2 separate regions of the Mus musculus genome follow, and region 1 is linked to region 2. A link is a contact called in public HiChIP or PLAC-seq data. All regions are on one chromosome and are shown on one strand. Each heading gives the region's core, a stretch centred on a gene start, on an enhancer-like site or on the middle of the called end of the contact. The rest is flanking DNA. Distances are from core to core; before and after follow the strand shown. Region 1 overlaps Gm36359 (a long non-coding RNA gene). Region 2 has its middle 48 kb from the start of Srl.

Region 1 (3,883 bases), core at 623-3,122, 200 kb before region 2:
ACCCAGCTGGGTCTCAATGCATGAGTGTTTATATGTGTGTTTAATAGGTCGGTGTATGTCCGATACATGTCAAGACCATTGAAAGCCACCAGTGGAAACATACGCAAGACAGATGGATGTCAAATTCACCAGACAATGAACACTCTAATGGATTTCATCAACATCCAATTTTGTAAAACTGTAAACTTTTGAAAACCATGAAATTAAAACAAATGCCTCACAATAGCATAAAAAAGCAACAAATTTGGTTGGGGGAAGAAGCTTCCTAGCAAAAATGATTCAGTAAATTTAAACCTGTATATGTATATGTATATGTATATGTATATGTATATGTATATGTATATGTATATGTATATGTATATAGATAACTTCCTGGATTTTGATGCTTACTCTCAAATCCCTCCCAGCTTTAAGAATTTATTAAATAAGACCTCTTCTTTTCTTTTTTTTATCTTAAATATTTATTTATTTAATGTGTGCAAGTACACTGTAGCTGTCTTCAGACACACCAGAAGAGGGCATCAATCCCATTACAGATGGTTGTGGGCCACATGTGGTTGCTGGGAATTGAATTCAGGAAAAGCAGCCAGTGCTCTTAACCACTGAGCCATCTCTCCAGCCCTCCTATTTTCAGAAAGGGCATTATGGCCCTGATCTACTGGCTGCCAGTTGACATATCTCCAGATGAGAAGAGACAGGGTGCTGCTGCTAGTTTCCAGTTACACAGGGAGGGGTCACCAGGTTGAAAAGTGACCCCTCCCACCGACAGGATACTATTTAAGGAGCAGATGTGGGGATGGGGTTGTGACTCAGTTAGTAGAGTGTCTAGCATGCAAGAAGGCTAGGGTTTGATCTCCAGCACTGCATAAATCAGGCATTGTGTGTGGCCCATGGATGGAGTCCCATCGAGAGGGCAGGAGGTGAAGAACATCCTTGGTTATATAGTAAGTCAGAATAGCTTAGAATGCGGTGAGAGAGGAAGGGAGGGAGAGGGGCGCGTGCAATTCTCCCTGATGGATAAACACATAGCCTCTTCCCCACTGAGCTAGAGCTTCCTGATTTACTCTTTTCTTTCTTCTTTTGCTTTTGCTTTATGAATCAGGGTTTTCTCTGTGTAGCCTTGGCTGTCATGGAACTATGTAGCCAAGCTGGCTTTGAGCTCAGATATCTACCCCACTCTGTCTCCCAAATGCCACCACTGCAAGACCACTCTTTTCTTTTTAAGAAAAGATTTATTTTTAATTATCTATACTACTTGTATAAGGGTATGTACATGTCAGTGCTGGAACCTTTGGCAGCCAGAGGTGTTGAGCATCCCTAGAGTGAGAGTTACAGGCATTACCTTGCGTGGGTCTTGGGAACTGAACTTGGGTCCTCTGGAAGTGAAGTATTCTTTTTTTAACTGCTGGGAGATCTTTCCAGTTTAGTTGAGTCTAGTCTAGTCTAGTCTGTTATTAAGGTAGGGTTTTTGTTGTTGGTTGTTGTTGTTGTTTTTGTCTTGTTTTGTTTTAATATTATGTTGCCCTTGGCTGGTTTAGAACCCAGGCTGGCCTTGAATTTATAGCAATCCTCCTGCCTCAGTCTCCCGAGCGCTGTGATTACAGAAAAATTTTTAACATGCCCAACTGGATTGTTTTCTTTCTAACTAGTTGTGCTAAGTTAGAACAGAATGGATAGAATGACAAATAAAACCGCCAGCTTTCTCCCAGAGAGGGTCTCTCTTTGCATTGCATTTGCTTACCATCGGTTCACACCTATGCTCAGTATTAAAAGCTACTTACCAGTCTGGGAACCTAACCTTGTTGCACCATGGAAAATAGTCTGACTCTTGGGCACCAAAGGTTGGTGACTCATTTTCAGGGTTTTCTTAAGAACTAGGGAACTGACTGTCACACTTGTATGTGAAGGGATTGGGAAACCCAGCCAGTGACTAAATACTTACATTGAATCAGTACTATTTTCGAAGCATTTTAAAATCCTGGACAAAATGAACCCTTTTCCTATTCCTGCTCAAAGTAGTCCCAAGCAAATAAGCCTCGGCTGACTCCTGTCTGCCCATGGTGTTAAGCAAGCTCCAGAGAAGCCAACTGAGCCCACACAGGCTGTGTCTTCTTCCTGGCTCTGCCTCTCTTCAGTTTATACAGCTTCCTGCTGAGAGAAAGGCCTCTGAAACTCACTCCTGCAGAGAGAACGTTGACTCTGAAAACTGGGAACCAGCTATGGATTCTGGACAATCAGGTGAGGGTGGCCCCACGGAAACAGGCTGGATCAAGTCTGTCTACTAGAAATGACTACCTCAGGGCCAAGTACCAGTGCCCTGAGTCCAAAGGCTTCCTCAAGCCCCCCAGGCCCAACAACTTGGTGAATTCAAATGCAGCAACCAACTGTGTCCCATAGTAGTTGTACTAAGTATACATGGACAGAGATTTGCCTATGAGTTGGTGTTGTGTTAATTAAGAAGGCATTTCAAGCCGGGGAGTGGTGGCTCACGCCTTTAATCCCAGCACTAGGGGAACAAAGGCAGCGGATTCCTGAGTTCAAGGCCAGCCTGGTCTACAGAGTGAGTTCCAGGACAGCCATGACTATACAGAGAAACCCTGTCTCGGGGGTGAAAAAAAAAGAAGACATTTCAAGATTCTTTTTTTTTTTTTTTTGGCTTTTTCGAGACAGGGTTTCTCTATAGCCCTGGCTGTCCTGGAACTCACTTTGTAGACCAGGCTGGCCTCGAACTCAGAAATCCACCTGCCTCTGCCTCCTGAGTGCTGGGATTAAAGGCGTGCGCCACCACGCCCGGCTCATTTCAAGATTCTTACAAGCAAATTGGCCAGTGTCTTCCACTATACACATTTTTCTATCTGAAACTGCTATGAGCCCAAAATAAACCAACAACAAAATTTGAATTTAATCGTAGCGTTATCTGAGTTATTTTCCAAGATTCTCTGGATCTGTGTCACATGATTTTCTCTGATTCAGAAAAACTTTTGAATATACTTTTTCTTTTTTAAATTTTGTTTTTTATTTTTTTATTTATATGAGTACACTGTAACTATTTCCAGACACACCAGAAGAGGGCATCAGATCCCTTTATAGACGGTTGTGAGCCACCATGTGGTTGCTGGGAATTGAACTCAGGACCTTTGGAAGTACTCTTAACCACTGAGCCATCTCTCCAGTCCTTGAATATACTTTTTCAAAATAAACTTTTGAAAAACATTTTGATAGTTTTTCAGGGCTTCAGTAATGAGTTAAAGATACTCTGCATTGTTCTAGGTACACAGCTAGTTCAGAATTTCACAGATTCTTTCAGTTTAAGGTTAACATTACATAGTGCAGTGTGTGTGTGTGTGTGTGTGTGTGTGTGTGCGTGCGTGCGCGCGCGCGCACGCGCACGCTCGTTTCGTGTACACTCAGGTGCATGGAGGAAGCCAGAAGTCAACACCGAGAGTCTTCCTTAATCACTCTCCATGTTTACAGATGTGGTTTCTTACTGAACCTAGAGCCTACCACTTTGGCTACACTGGCCCAGGAGCCACCAGGATCCTGCGGTTTCCCTTCCTAGCACCAGGAAATCAAGTGTGTGCTGCTACCCCCAGCTTTTGTGGGTGTTGGGATGTGAGACAGCAAGCACTTAGCCCTCCAAGCCGTCTAAGCAGCCTTACTGCCTCCTCCCTTTAAAACAACAGTGACACACCTGAAGAGCACCGAAGCCCACTCCCTGAACTGAAGCAGGATTTCCCCCACACCGGGACGTTTATCCTCTGGACAAGACAGGATGAGAACAATGCTGCCGAGAAGCTTAGCAGGTAAGAAGAGGAAAAACTATCAATTTCTAGGAAGTGGTTTTTAAAAAAGCTACTCAGGTTGTTGGAATGGAACATTTATT
Region 2 (3,871 bases), core at 1,014-3,513:
CTGGGTCCCTGCCCAGAGTGTGAAGGATCTCGGGAATGAGGAGGTGGGGAAAGATGGCTCCAGACAGAAGCACTTCAATTCCAAAAGCTCTCTTACACTAGGAAAACCAAACAGAAATCCAAGATACTTTTTCAGATTCCCAAACTTACTCTTTTAACCTAAAGATGGCCTATTCAAGCCATCAGGGGAAATGCCAACCCACGTGGGGCTTCATGCAGATGTCCTGTAGCTGCCCCTAGACAAGTCCCAGGAGTAAATAAAAAGAAAAGCAAAAGTCCTTTGGTGAGCGCTGCCATGTAATGTGGCTCTTTTGTTCTCCACAGACCTGCCCGGGAAGCCACACTTGAAGTCTCTGCCTCCTAGAGCTCGGTGAGCTAACCCTGACCCTGGTGGACCCTGACACACACTGCTCTGAATTCAGATCCCTGTCACAGGGCTTGTTCCAAACAGAATCGAATTAATTTTATTTCCTGATGAGGATGTCTGAAGGAGAGGGTGCCTCACACATGGTAATCAAGTGCTCTGCCTACATTCCAAGGCGATGACTGTTTGATTTGTTTTTGGTTTACCTACTTATTTTGAAACAGGGTCTCTATGTAGTCCAGCTGTCTTGGAACTCGCTATATATACTAGGCTGACCTCAAATTCACAAAACTCAGCCTGATTCTGCCTTCTCTTTCTTTAATTCTACTACTAAAGGCATGGGCTACCACAGCCAGTGCTGGCTTCTTGAGGAAACTACTACAGAATCTCTTATGTCCTTTCAGATCCTAAAATTGATGATTTGGGGAACAGCTCAAAGAATTCCAATGTAACCACAGTATTACCCCTGTATATATATCATATTATGGTATCCACAGTATTACCCCTGTATATTATATTACGGTATCCACAGTATTACCCCTGTATATATACATCATATTACGGTATCCACAGTATTGCCCCTGTATATATATATATATATATATTATAGTATCCTATAGCTGCCATTTCCATCTCACTGGGGGCAGGAGGAGCGGTGATTCCCCTCATACTGAAGTGGAGGAAAATAGCAGAGCTTCATTGTCTTTTGATTTGTTTTGGTTTTTTGAGATAAGAGCTTCTCTGTCCTGGAACCCTGTCTTAGTCAGGGTTTCTATTTCTGCACAAACCTCATGGCCACGAAAGGGTTTATTCGGCTTACTCTTCCACACTGCTGTTCATCACCAAAGGAAGTCAGGACTGGGAGTCAAGCAGGTCAGAAAGCAGGAGCTGATGCAGAGGCCATGGAGGGATGTTCATTACTGGCTTGCTTCCCCTGGCTTTTTTTTTTTTCAAAGATTTATTTATTCATTATATGTAAGTACACTGTAGCTGTCTTCAGACACTACAGAAGAGGGCGTCAGATCCTGTTACGGATGGTTGTGAGCCACCATGTGGTTGCTGGGATTTGAACTCCTGACCTTCGGAAGAGCAGTCGGGTGCTCTTACCCACTGAGCCATCTCACCAGCCCTCAGCCTGCTTTCTTATAGAACCAAGACTACCACACCAGACTCCAGACTGTGTCAACTCAAGTTGACACAAAACTAGCCAGTACAAACCCGATCTGTAGACCAGGCTGGCCAGAACTCACAAAGATCCACCTGCCTCTCAAGTGCTGGGATTAAAGACATGCGCCACCACTTTAGGCTAAAGCTTTGTGGCTAATGACAGAGGAGGTCAGCTTAAATTTCAAGCTCCTAGGATCATCTCTTAAAATCCTCACTTCCTGTTTTAGCTGGGGGCTGGCCCAGGAGAAAATAGCCCTCTAAAAACAGCAAGCACCAAATTCTCTAGGATGTACTGTCCACAGCATATAACTCTGAGCAAGTTCAAGGCCTCCTGGGTCCTAAATCAGAATTTTGCAGATCCTCTCAGGGCTTCAAAGTTGTCAGTTCCACAGCTTCCGAAGGGCAGAGCCTCAGCAACACCGGCCTTCAGGACACAGCCTTGTCCCCTGGGTAACTCGGCTGGCTTCAGGCTCCTAGACGTCCTCTGGCTGGAGGGTGAGGGGGACTGCTTGGAAGGGCCAGGTGCATCGGCCTCTTTAGCCTCACCGCTTGGTCTCCGGAGCTGCAAGGCGGCTGGCGCTGAGGTAATGGCGTGCAACTACCTCACGTCCCACTAGATCTCGGATACAAGACAGAGCTCGGACTCGGACACGAAGGAGTTGAGGGGACTTTGAGCCTCGAAAAGATCTTGGGACCGGCTGCCCAGTCACCGCCCACTCGAGACTCAGTGTAGACTCAGGAAGCACCGCGAGGTTCCACGTCTGCGCATGCGCTGTGCCAGCACGACAGCACCGAGAGATGGCCGCTAGGGAGCGCGACGGAGCAGTGCGGTCGTGCGCATGCGCACCAAGACTGCTGCCTTGTGAACTGCTTCCTGTGCCTGAGACCCAGCTTGCAACCCTCTCTGTGGCTGGTGCCTGTAGGGCCACGGCCAGTGGCTGCACCGTAGGTGGTGACCCCCACCTCAGGAAGACAAATTTGAGTGAATGAAAAGCCTGGCTTGAGAGACGTTCAGTGAGGAGCTCCACTCCCCCCACTTTCAGGACCCGGGTTCAGAACTGGCCTCACTTTCCTCATTAAGATCAGGAGCCGAACTGGGGAAGAAGGCCAAGGCCAGGCACAGCCACAGGGTTTCCGGTAGTGATAGAGGAACCAGATTTGGCCACAGACAGGATGCCAGTTGCAACCCATGCATTCCAGAAGTGCATCTCTCCACCTGTGGCCTTGCGGAATGGGGAGGTGGAGGACCAACAGCAGTCCCATGTCCTCACAGGGCCGCAGGGGCAGAAACACATCACAACATCGCATCCTTGCTTTCACAAACACTGCCAGGTGTTAACTGGCTTCGTGAGGTGGAATATGCCAAAATGTCACAGAAACCAGAGACGGGGCGTGGACTGGGCTTTTTTAGTGCCTATGTGGATGCAAGGTCCAACCAGGTCTTACAGACAGGGCCAGGCTGATAGACTAAGCTTCTCCAGGTCCTTAGCTCTTAGGAATGGGACAGAGTTAAGGGAAGACAGCAGGCCCAGGGGCAGGCAGGAAACTCCTGCTGGATCTTCAGTTTCTTCATGCTGTCCTCTGCCCAGGAACTTTAAGTGGCCTAGACTCCCTGGACTTTTTCATCTGCCCTATCCATCACCCCCGCCACACAAGCGTTCGTCTCCCCCAGGACCCCGTCCTACACTCATGTCCAGCCTTCAGTGTAGCTGAAGTTGCACTCCCTCCCTAAGTCTGACCTCCTTTTCTGGTATTCTAGGGAAGAGTCCTGACTCTATGGAAATACCCTTTTCAACAAAGGTAATACATTACTGTTCAAACAAAAATTTAATGATTTCAGTTCATTGGTTCTTTACAAATGAGAAAAAGGAAAACTACTGGGGGCCTGCAGCAGGAAAACCACTTTAATCCAGGCATTCCAGACCATCCTGGCGACATAGCAAGACCGCATCTCAAAACAAGTGGGTAAGAAAATCTTCTGTACTGGTGATAATATGATTTGGAAAACATCGTCTTATTCCTGGGGTCTTTCCTGATCACTGCCCCTCCTATGCCTTGAATCCCCACTACACAGTTACTTCCCGAGGTCAGAAATGATACCCTGTAAATCTGAAAAGTTCCAAATATTTTGAAATAGTACTGAGAAAGTCACTAGCACTAGAATTAATGGAAATATAACAGATATTTTCATACTCTTCACAAAATCATCTTTTGTTGGTTTGGGTTTCTGTTTTGTGATGTTTTTGTTGTTGTTGTTGTTGTTGTATTTTTCTTATGTGCTGTTTTTTTGTTTGGTTGGTTGGTTTTTGGTTTTTCGAGACAGGGTTCCCCTGGCTGTCCT

Evidence for each region. HiChIP or PLAC-seq counts read pairs in DNA pulled down with a chosen protein or histone mark.
Region 1: a contact with region 2 is called in an H3K27ac HiChIP or PLAC-seq map of embryonic stem cells, with 8 read pairs. The contact joins two enhancer-like sites. A contact is called at or near these places in 6 of 115 datasets of contacts at active chromatin or transcription factors (bone marrow-derived macrophages, craniofacial prominence, embryonic stem cells and 1 more) and 1 of 9 other capture datasets (embryonic stem cells).

What each region holds. Positions count from the first base shown.
Region 1 is chr16:4,274,404-4,278,286 of GRCm38.p6, forward strand. The region is part of intron 1 of Gm36359 (a long non-coding RNA gene); the gene reads right to left. Among named protein-coding and RNA genes, the nearest start is that of Gm36359, 8.0 kb to the right of the region's middle. Within about 2 kb of position 1,873, at least 32 of the 459 cell types and tissues checked have an H3K27ac peak or open chromatin away from gene starts, as enhancers often do. A contact at or near this core is called in bone marrow-derived macrophages and embryonic stem cells, where this site is marked.
Region 2 is chr16:4,472,923-4,476,793 of GRCm38.p6, forward strand. No RefSeq gene overlaps it. Among named protein-coding and RNA genes, the nearest start is that of Srl, 48 kb to the right of the region's middle. Within about 2 kb of position 2,264, at least 299 of the 459 cell types and tissues checked have an H3K27ac peak or open chromatin away from gene starts, as enhancers often do. A contact at or near this core is called in bone marrow-derived macrophages and embryonic stem cells, where this site is marked.